Linked DNA regions of Xenopus laevis: region 2 is linked to region 1. The links are chromatin contacts, called in public Hi-C maps. All regions are on one chromosome and are shown on one strand. Each heading gives the region's core, a stretch centred on a gene start, on an enhancer-like site or on the middle of the called end of the contact. The rest is flanking DNA. Distances are from core to core; before and after follow the strand shown.

What was found. Hi-C and Micro-C count contacts between places; a contact is called where the count stands out from the background.
Region 2: a Hi-C map of the XL177 cell line shows a contact between it and region 1, with 4 times the contacts expected there. The contact joins the promoter of LOC108709680 here to the enhancer-like site in region 1. A contact is called at or near these places in 2 of 4 Hi-C or Micro-C datasets (the XL177 cell line and the XTC cell line).

Annotation. Positions count from the first base shown.
Region 1 is chr2S:97,366,661-97,371,415 of Xenopus_laevis_v10.1, forward strand. No RefSeq gene overlaps it. Among protein-coding and RNA genes, the nearest start is that of egfl6.S, 16 kb to the left of the region's middle. Within about 2 kb of position 2,676, at least 1 of the 7 cell types and tissues checked has an H3K27ac peak or open chromatin away from gene starts, as enhancers often do.
Region 2 is chr2S:97,482,358-97,487,112 of Xenopus_laevis_v10.1, forward strand. It overlaps LOC108709680 (thymosin beta-4), which reads right to left and starts at 2,418. Exons shown (of 3, transcript XM_018249731.2): 1 at 2,270-2,418; 2 at 1,168-1,280; 3 at 482-951. The coding sequence starts at 1,267. The coding sequence ends at 917.

The sequences.
Region 1 (4,755 bases), core at 1,426-3,925:
TTAGTATTAGCTTGCAGCCCTTATACACGTGCTGATGCAGTAAGTATTTTATGAAAGAAAAACTTGAAATTCCCATTTGTGGTGATTGTAAACCACCTAATTATTTTTATAACCTGCAGAACTGAAATCACTGTTACCTCCCCACACACACACCGTTCTTATATAATCTTCTCCTGCTAATATGCAGCCTTGGGAGAAATGAAATACCTTTTTGATGTTGCAGAGCTAACATACACAATTGTGTTAAAGTAATCAACCTATTCACTGCAGATCTACATAGCAAATACAGTATACAGCCTTGGGCAGACTGGAGGACAACACATTGTAAATACAGTCACAGCGAGACAAGTTCCCACAACATGCCATGTATACTAGAAAAGCTCTTTGAAATATGGAAGTGTATAATTGCTGTAAAGATGATAGGTTTCTTTCTTTCTTTCTGGTTTTAAAGGGAAACTATTCCCCAGAACAATGAAGGTCTCTATAAGGTTTCGCCCAGCGACAAATCTCCTCTACTGCGGGTGACTAATCTCCCCATACTGCCTTCCCACCGGCAAGCATACGAATCACCGTCGGGATCGTTTCGGATTTACAAAGTCGCCCGAATTTGCCTTGGTGGGCCACTAGCCTAAAAGTTTAACACATAAACAGATTATATGCAAACCACTGTTTACATAAATTCAGTCTTTTCATCTACACCAATTTGTTTTTCAAATATAGCATGGAGTAATGTTGACATTTAAGATAAACTATAGCACTGTCTTGTTCTTATTTCCTCTTGTAGCAGTATTTGGTTGTATTTTTATATGCTTCATATGTTCATATGTATATGCCCATTTATTGTACTTTGTGGTGGAATATATTAGACATGTATAAATACTAGTTATTAATAATAACCATGCAGGAATATTTATTTAGAGGAGAAATATACTGTACATAAATTGGTAGGAAGGAAATGAAAATGAAAGAAATCATATTTAGGTGAAAGGAAGGGAGAGAAACATAGGGGGAAAAAAGCAGAAAGGGGTAAAAGTAGTATGAAATTAAGATTAGCTCCTTACCAGCCGATGACGTAGGAGTGGTGGGAGGGACTGAACCTGTGATGGATGGAGTGGGGTGGCAGGATAGGGGCAGATCAGAGATAGTCAAAACAACCAGGGATTACAAATTTACCAGTAAATACATTGCTGGTTGGCAACCCATGTAACTCATAGATGACCTGATATCGGACATCGGAGCTCTATTATCCACTATATAAATCACTTGTTTTGAAGTCAGATGTTGTCATTTATAACTATCCACAGCTGTCAATTTGCTCAAGTCCAAGATGGCGGACAGTGACATAAAAGCTGATGTTAGAGTAGGGTGGTAGAGACTGGGACATCAACAAGTGGAAAAGGGGAAAATGGCATTCTCTGCACGTAAAGCTAAGAACACAGTGTAAAGAAAAGGAGAAATTCAAACAGCTCACTTTTCAAAGGCTGGAGGTAGCAGGGTCAGAGATCCGAAGATGGCCTATTACAAAACAGAGGTGTAGAGTATAATGGATCATGAACCCCTACTAAAATTTATAAGCATATTGTATAAGGATATGTAAAAAAGGTGCAAAATCTGCTGCAGTTCTAATCACGTATAGCAACTAATCACTCGGTAGCATTTACTGGTCTTATTGGTTGCTATGGGTTACTGCACATGGCAAATTGTGTGCCTTTATTACATATGGGGTTTATGTGTTTTACACTGGTCTTAAGAATACAGAATATTTTAAGCAGTGATTAAAAATGCTGACAACTGTTGTGCATTTCTGAGAAGGAATGTCCCAGTGGCTAAAGTCATAAGGGGTCATTTAGTACAAGAGCACACCCCTTAGTGCTGAGTCTGGCTGTTGTCTGTGACAATATGGAGCGAAAAGCAGACTTCAGCAGTAGGGGCACAAGCCTGGCATTTCCTAGCAACCGTTGTGATCTTTGTCTGTGTGTCTGAATGATGTGCAAGTGATAGGTAGGGGGCACCTATGTGTCTCCCTCCACCTAAATGTAGTGCTACTGAAAGCAGGCCGCACTATATATTTATTGAGGCAGCCACAGATCTTTATGCTCCAAAATTGAAGTCAGAGACCTGCAGCAATTCACTATCAATGGAAAACTGTGTGCAAAGAGCAGAAAAACAAGCCCACACATCTTAAAGGAAATTTAGATACACTGGGGTGACAATTTAAGCAACTCTCAGTCTATGAAATCACTAACATCAGCCTGCCCTTGATGCATTAACTACAACAATATTTGTATCTGTTTCAGGTATGGAAGTTGAAAAATGTGCAAAAAAACACTTTTAACAAGCTACATAGCACTACCTTATGCTAATGTTATAATAATGAAATAACTTGATGTCAGCACAACTCTTTGCTCCCTCTACTGACCTAGATACTAACAGTTTTCTAATAATAAGTCCAAGTTATATTTTCATTGCAAGGATTAGTTAAATTATTATGTTGAGAAGTGTGTGCTATCTAACTAATCTGAAGTGTGATTTTATTTCTTGAACTAAACAGGGTAAGCAGGGAAACTCAAGCTCATTTGTGTTTGGTCCTTTCTAAGTAGATAATTCGATTTCTTGTGTACAACACCCTCCCAGCTTTCACAACCAGGCCCAGATTTGTGATCCAAATGGAAAAAAACAGGCTGAGCACACATGGGCTTCCCCTTTTTATACTTAGAGAACCCTGACACCCTCTGGCCAGAGACTAAACTGCCAGCAAAATACTGAGCTCCCAGGAAAGGGAAACATCTTCCCCTCCCAACGCATACCTCCCAACTGTCCCTTTTTCGGAGGGACAGTCCCTCTTTTGATAGCTCAACCCGCAGTCCCTCATTTGTACTGGAAAGTCCCTCTTTTCTCTGCACTGAACAGCCAGAAAAAAGAAACAAAGTTTCTCACTTAAAGGAAAACTATACCCCCCAAAACAATGTAGGTCTCTATTAAAAGATACTGAGTAAAACAGCTCATGTGTAAAACCCCGCTTCATGTAAATGAACCATTATCATCATAATATACTTTTTTAGTAGGATGTGCCATTGGGTAATCATAAATAGAAAATTGCCATTTTAAAAAATAAGGGCCGCCCCATGAGATCGTAAGATTCACTGTGCACACATACAAACCACATGTAAGGTCACATGAGCCAATTAACAGACAGAGTTCTGCCTTTTGCTTCCTCACTTCTTCCTGTTACAGTTAGGGGCCGATTCACTAAGCTCGAGTGAAGGATTCGAATGAAAAATACTTCGAATTTCGAAGTATTTTTTGGGTACTTCGACCATCGAATTGGTTAAATTCGTTCGAATTCGATCGAAATCTAACGAAATCGAACGATTCGAAGTAAAAATCGTTCGACTATTCGACCATTCGATAGTCGAAGTACTTGCCCTTTAAAAAAAACTTCGACCCCCTACTTCGGCAGCTAAAAGCTACCGAAGTCAATGTTAGCCTATGGGGAAGGTCCCCATAGGCTTGCTAACCTTTTTTTGATCGAAGGATTTTCGTTCGATCGTTGGATTAAAATCCTTCGAATCGTTCGATTCGAAGGATTTAATCGTTCGATCGAACGAAAAATCCTTCGATCGTTCGATCGAAGGATTAGCGCTAAATCCTTCGACTTCGATATTCGAAGTCGAAGGATTTAAATTCGAGGGTCGAATTTCGAAGTATTTTTAACTTCGAAATTCGACCCTTAGTGAATCTGCCCCTTAGTGTTGTAGTATTTCTGGTCAGGTGATCTCTGAGGCAGCACAGATAGAGTCACGAAATGGTGGTTCAAGGCAAGAGATGTAAAAGCGCAATATTTATGTAAATATATATTCCAGTTTGGTAAGATTCTTTAATATGTCATTCAATTTGATATAAACTATCTGTTGCTTAAGTATTCATTTTGGGGGTATAGTTTTCCTTTAATTGGCTTTTTACTTTCAAAATGTTGGGTGGTATGCAACTGTAATATAGGTCCAAATTTAGCTGGTCAAAACCCTCCTGGGGAAACTAAAGAATTAAAGGTTGGCAAACCCTTTACCCTGCTACATACTCTCTTTTAGTCTCTTTCTGCACTTCTGGTTTAAAGAGTCAGAACCAACAGTGAATAATTGAATCAGACACCAAAAAAATGATTTTCATTTAGGTTTACTCTAAACTCTAAACAAATGACAGTTTTAATTGCGGTATATTTGAAAATTGTGTAGAATAATATTTTCTATTGTGATACAATTGTGGGTGGAGTCACATATACAGTAGCAGTTTCATGTACTAGGAGTCACTTTTCCTGTCCCCCAATTACTGCCTATAGGCAATGCCTGATAACTCAATTTCTAGCTGCATGCTGGATCACTGCCATAATACACAGAGCCTAGACTAGTGGTATTTGCATATTGCATTTAGAATGTGCTATCCTTATTATTTGAGAATGTTCCTGAATGGGTTTTTCTTTTCTTTTTTTGTTTGGTATTTTCAAAAATTAATTATTTTTAAATATATTACTGAATGTTTTATCCTTTTTGCATATCGTGGTGCAAAAGAATGTGTTCTTTTGTGTCATTCACAATACCACTTAATGTTACACATGCTAGCCAGAAGAGGTCACCACTGCACTTTGTTCACATTACAGGAAACATTACGTATTTAGGTTTGTTCGTACTTTAAAAAAAGAAATGTTAAAATAAGCAGCACTGTCACAATTTACTGTTGGTATTGCTTCCATGAGTATAT
Region 2 (4,755 bases), core at 1,168-3,667, 120 kb after region 1:
TGAAAAACTAGTGCAGGGTTAAAGCAGATATATGATATGGACTTTGCTCTATATTTAGGTTATAAAAATATATGTAATAAGCCTTCAATAAATATGGTGAATTGTGCAACTACAGAAATACAAGCATGGCAGCAGGATTAATAGTAAGGGATATTGCCAAAATGTATATTTATAAATTGCTTTATACATTATAAAGGGCCATATTTAATTTCCAAGACCATCCTAGCAAAAATGCACCACTGGAAGAGAATGCATAACAGACCACACCCAGCTATAAAATAAATTAACTTACAAAGGAAGGATTTCAGGCAACTGAACTACTACAAGCCTAATGTGGGTGGTCACTATAATAGGATGATGAAGGGCTACTATATATCTAGGGGATGGCGGTAGAGAAGAGGAAAAAATAAAAATAAAGTACCAATAGCTTCTGTGCTGCCAAATCCCACACTTCATCCAGAAAAACCGCCACAAGTCAAACTAATGTTTTATTATTTTTTTTATTTGCATATTAAAAAAAATTGTGCATTCCAATAATTCAATTCATTTTGAACAAATAAAATGGCACTCGATTTGACCGTATTTTACAGCTCGCTGGACCTTGGTGCAGCTTTCATTCCACCCACATCAGAGCATGTTACTTTGGTTCTGTTATTTCCACACTTGTTCTCCTTAGATAATCATGCAAGATCTTTCAATGTCACCAGAATCAAAGCCAGCCAGGCAGATGGAAAGGCAGCGCCTTCATTCCGTTTTCAGTAGTTCTTATTCCTTTCTTTAAGTGTAACAGGGCAGCACAGAACATGTTCTAATTCTTTGTATTTGAGTTATTTCTTACAAAGTTAAACAGCTAAAAGTAAAATAAGAAGGCAATGCTTGTGGAATGTACAGTGCATATCGGGGTGATGGGGATTCATTATGACTCAGTTGATTGCTTCTCTTGCTCAATTGCTACAGAAGAGAAGAAAACACAAAATTAGCTTAAAATGAAAAATATTAAATAAAAAAAAACTGTCTGAAGGAAAAAGGTTATATCAAGAAAAACTAGTGTCTACCCCATATAGAATGCATAAGGGTCACGGACTATAGAAGTTTTTTCTAGAACATTGGAAGGAGGATGTTTGATTTTAGACTTAATTTATAAAATGCTGGTTTAAGATTACTTACTTTCTTTTGATGGGAGTGGGTTCTTTTCTTGTGTTTCTGTCTTCTTCAGTTTGGCCTTATCGAATTTCTCAATCTCAGCCATATCTGGTTTGTCAGACATTTTGTGGTATGTTCTGAACAAAAGAAAAGAAAAAAAAAATGAAATAGCGCCACCATCCTTGCTACGAAAGGGGGAAAAAAGTGTCACTTGCTATTCAGTCAATGATTGCCACACCCTCTTAGACTGACTAGGTCTGATTAGGCTTGGCTAGGATAAAGTGAATGCAAAAGGAATTATTATTATTCACTTTGATTTTTAGATTTGAAAAAGCCTTAAATCCAACTTGTGTTATATTGATATTAATGCCATGAGACAGCCTGTGGTATAGTGAGGGGTTCAAAAATCTGATCTAGAGACTGGAAGGAATACATCATGCTAATGAGGGGGTGAATAACCAGGAGAGCTGGGGGTGCCTCTCTCTTTGGCTGCCAGATGAAGTCACTGCATTCTTCTCTTACAAAGAGCTGCAGTACAAGCCCAAGGAGCCTTAACCACCGCCCTATTCTGCCTCAACCCACACTAACCCCTTTCTCCCCCCATCCATCCCTATAGAACATGCACTGGAGAAAGAATTCGCCATCAGCAAGACAACAGAATACCCTTATCTTAGATATTAGATGGGCTGCACCATTAATCCAGAACAAGACATTAAGAGCACTGCAAGGGCACAATTAAATCAGATCTTCCATGAGTTTAAACCCAATTATCTGCATCATAGTCTTGGGTCAGTGGGGTATATTCAATGTTCAATGTTAACTACAAACGCAAGATAAAAAGGGATGCTGGGATTTGTAGTTCAGCATTTGGTCAGCCTTAAGCAGATAAAACATTAAAACTTTGCATTTTAAAGACGAGAGAACCAGTCATCGCACCCCTCCAATAAGCAATTGCATATGCAAATACAGAGGTTAAAGCTTCCACTGCAATCACAATAGGCTCAAATAGCTGGGCAAGGAGATTCAACACGGGAAGGATGGCACAGATTAACGAGGCTACCGACAAGGTCACAACCGTAAGGACATTAACGAAGCCAAAGATTAGGAGAAAAATAAAAGCATTTACCAGAGAGTCAGCCCGCACAAGCGTCAAAGATCCTTTCAGAAGCAGTCGCGAATGTGAGGGGGCGAAGGAGTGCACCCGCCCTTATATCAGCTCCTGTATGCAGATAGCGCTGACGTCACTTAACTCCTTCCCTCCCAATTGCTACGTCTTATAGCAATTAGAATATTTGTGGGTAAGAACTGTTACTGTTCGAAGGCTATTTTATGTTTTTTTTATAAGTATATGTATTATTTTGTTAAATAATCAGTTGTAAAAGATAGCAGCGCGAAAACCTAGTCCCTGAGAGAAAATGTGACGGCGCAAAGGCAGCGAACAACGCACTTGTCTTCTGTGTCATAAACGTCTGTTTTATTATCAGAATTATCAACGTTATTCATCGCTAGTTTTGTGTCTTCATCTTTGGCGAGGGGTGAAAGGTGGGGGAGTGGCGCCATAGAAAGGCCTTGCACACTTCCAGGGCTGCCATGAGCTCGAAGCTTTGTGCAGCTTTCATGACGTGATAAAAGAAATAAATGCATACCTTTTATTCAGTATTAAATGTATTATGGCTTTTTTTTTTTTTGCAGTGGCAGATGCTTTGTACATTGAGCAGCTTCCCCAACGACTTTGCACAGAAAGGAGAAGAGCTTTTTTATCTTTCTCTTTTTCTCCTGCCTGCACAGTGCACACAGTCATGTTGTTTTGCTCGAAGTACTACAACTATGAATATGTGTGCCAGGGTAAGATGGTTTATTATCCCGAGAGCCGCGTGTAATCACCAGGGTCAGATTAACACCCGCTGTCGTTCGTCGCCCCCCGTCCCTCATCATTGGGACTGGAGCAATGGGGATTGGTGCACTGGAGATTTAAAAATCTATTGTATCTCCTGCTCATCCCCAGTGTTTCTGAACCAATGTGGGTGTTGTTGTAAAATCCTGCTGCCCTAGGCCCAGGCCTTGGTGGCCTCACCACAAATCCGTGGCCTGGTAATCAATGCTTATTTACCCAAACTTTGTGCCTGCTGGACAGCTCGGTCAAATTAAAGAGTTACTTAGCAGCTCGTTCATGTAGTGCTCTAGAAAGGCATGATGTGGTAAAGCAGCAGGAAATGTGATTTCCGGAATTCGCCTAAACTGTCAGCTTCTCAGGCCTATAACTGCTTAGTGCTCAAGCACCTAAAATAACCATGATAGTTTTGTCTCTTCCTTGTATCTGTTCTTCGGCTACAAACGACTCGAGTATCACATCAAGTAGGAGAGTGGCTTTAACAATAAAAATAGCCCTGCATGTGCAATGTGCCAGCTTTCTTATTCTAGTCAGATTTCATGAATAAAGATAACGCATGAGCCCTTTCTGTTTGCTGTTTCCCAAAAGGTATTTAGTGATTACTGCCAGGAAGCACTCAGCAAAGCAATTCCATAAATATTAGTCTCCTCCAGCAGACGGATAGGGATAAAAGGACACTGAGCATCAGTTTAGGCGTGGCCAGCATGAAAGATGATGCCAGCAGCACGAGAAAGGCCTATAGAACTGGAGAGAAAGGGAAACATGTAGGAGGATTTGTTTAAGTTGCTTTCTGTAAGCTCTCAGGAACAATACAATCTGAATCTTTCTTGATCCTCCTACAACTTCTTGATATCCACTGGGCATCAATTACAGAATTGATCTGGTTCTGTCTGTTGTTCACTGTTTGAATATACTATGTGAATGGCCACCAGGAGCCCCACCTTAAGCAGTCAGTGGTGTCTGAGGAACTACCATTCACAGTGGCTTTGTGTCATTTGAATTTACTTCCTTTCTTTGTAAAGATGAAGGAACTCACCTATGTGGCTTTGTGCACATTTCAGTGATGATTTGTCAAAACTTTGTGTTTACAGATGCCAGCTTAAAGAAGAACTGTCACCGCTTATAATTGTTACCCTTTATTTATACAGTGCCAACATATTCGGCAGCACTTTTATAGAGATTATACAGAATGCTGATATAAGGAGAATAGGAGACCATACAAACTGCTTGTAGGTAGTGCTCTGGCTGAATATGAAACCCAGAACTCCAGCATTGCGAGGCTGCAGTGCTACACTGTACCCCCCAAACATGAACCTCTCTATTACCCTTCAGTTCAAATACGCAAGTGCACAGGCAATTATTTGCAGCACTAGTTTTAATTAAAAAAAAACTTTCCTCCTCAAGTATTTAAAGAGTTGCAGGGGGGGGGGCACACCTTACATCATCAGAATTGTCTCCTTTAAAGGAAAACTATACCCCCAAAATGAACACTTAAGCAACAGATAGTTCATATCATATTAAGTGGCATATTAAAGAATCTTACCAAACTGGAATATATATTTAAGTAAATATTGCCCTTTTACATCTCTGCCTCAGAGATCACCTGACCAGAAATACTACAACTCTAACTGTAACAGGAAGAAGTGTGGAAGCAAAAGACACGGCTCTGTCTGTTAATTGGCTTATGTGACCTAACATGTATGGTTTGTTGGTATATTTGT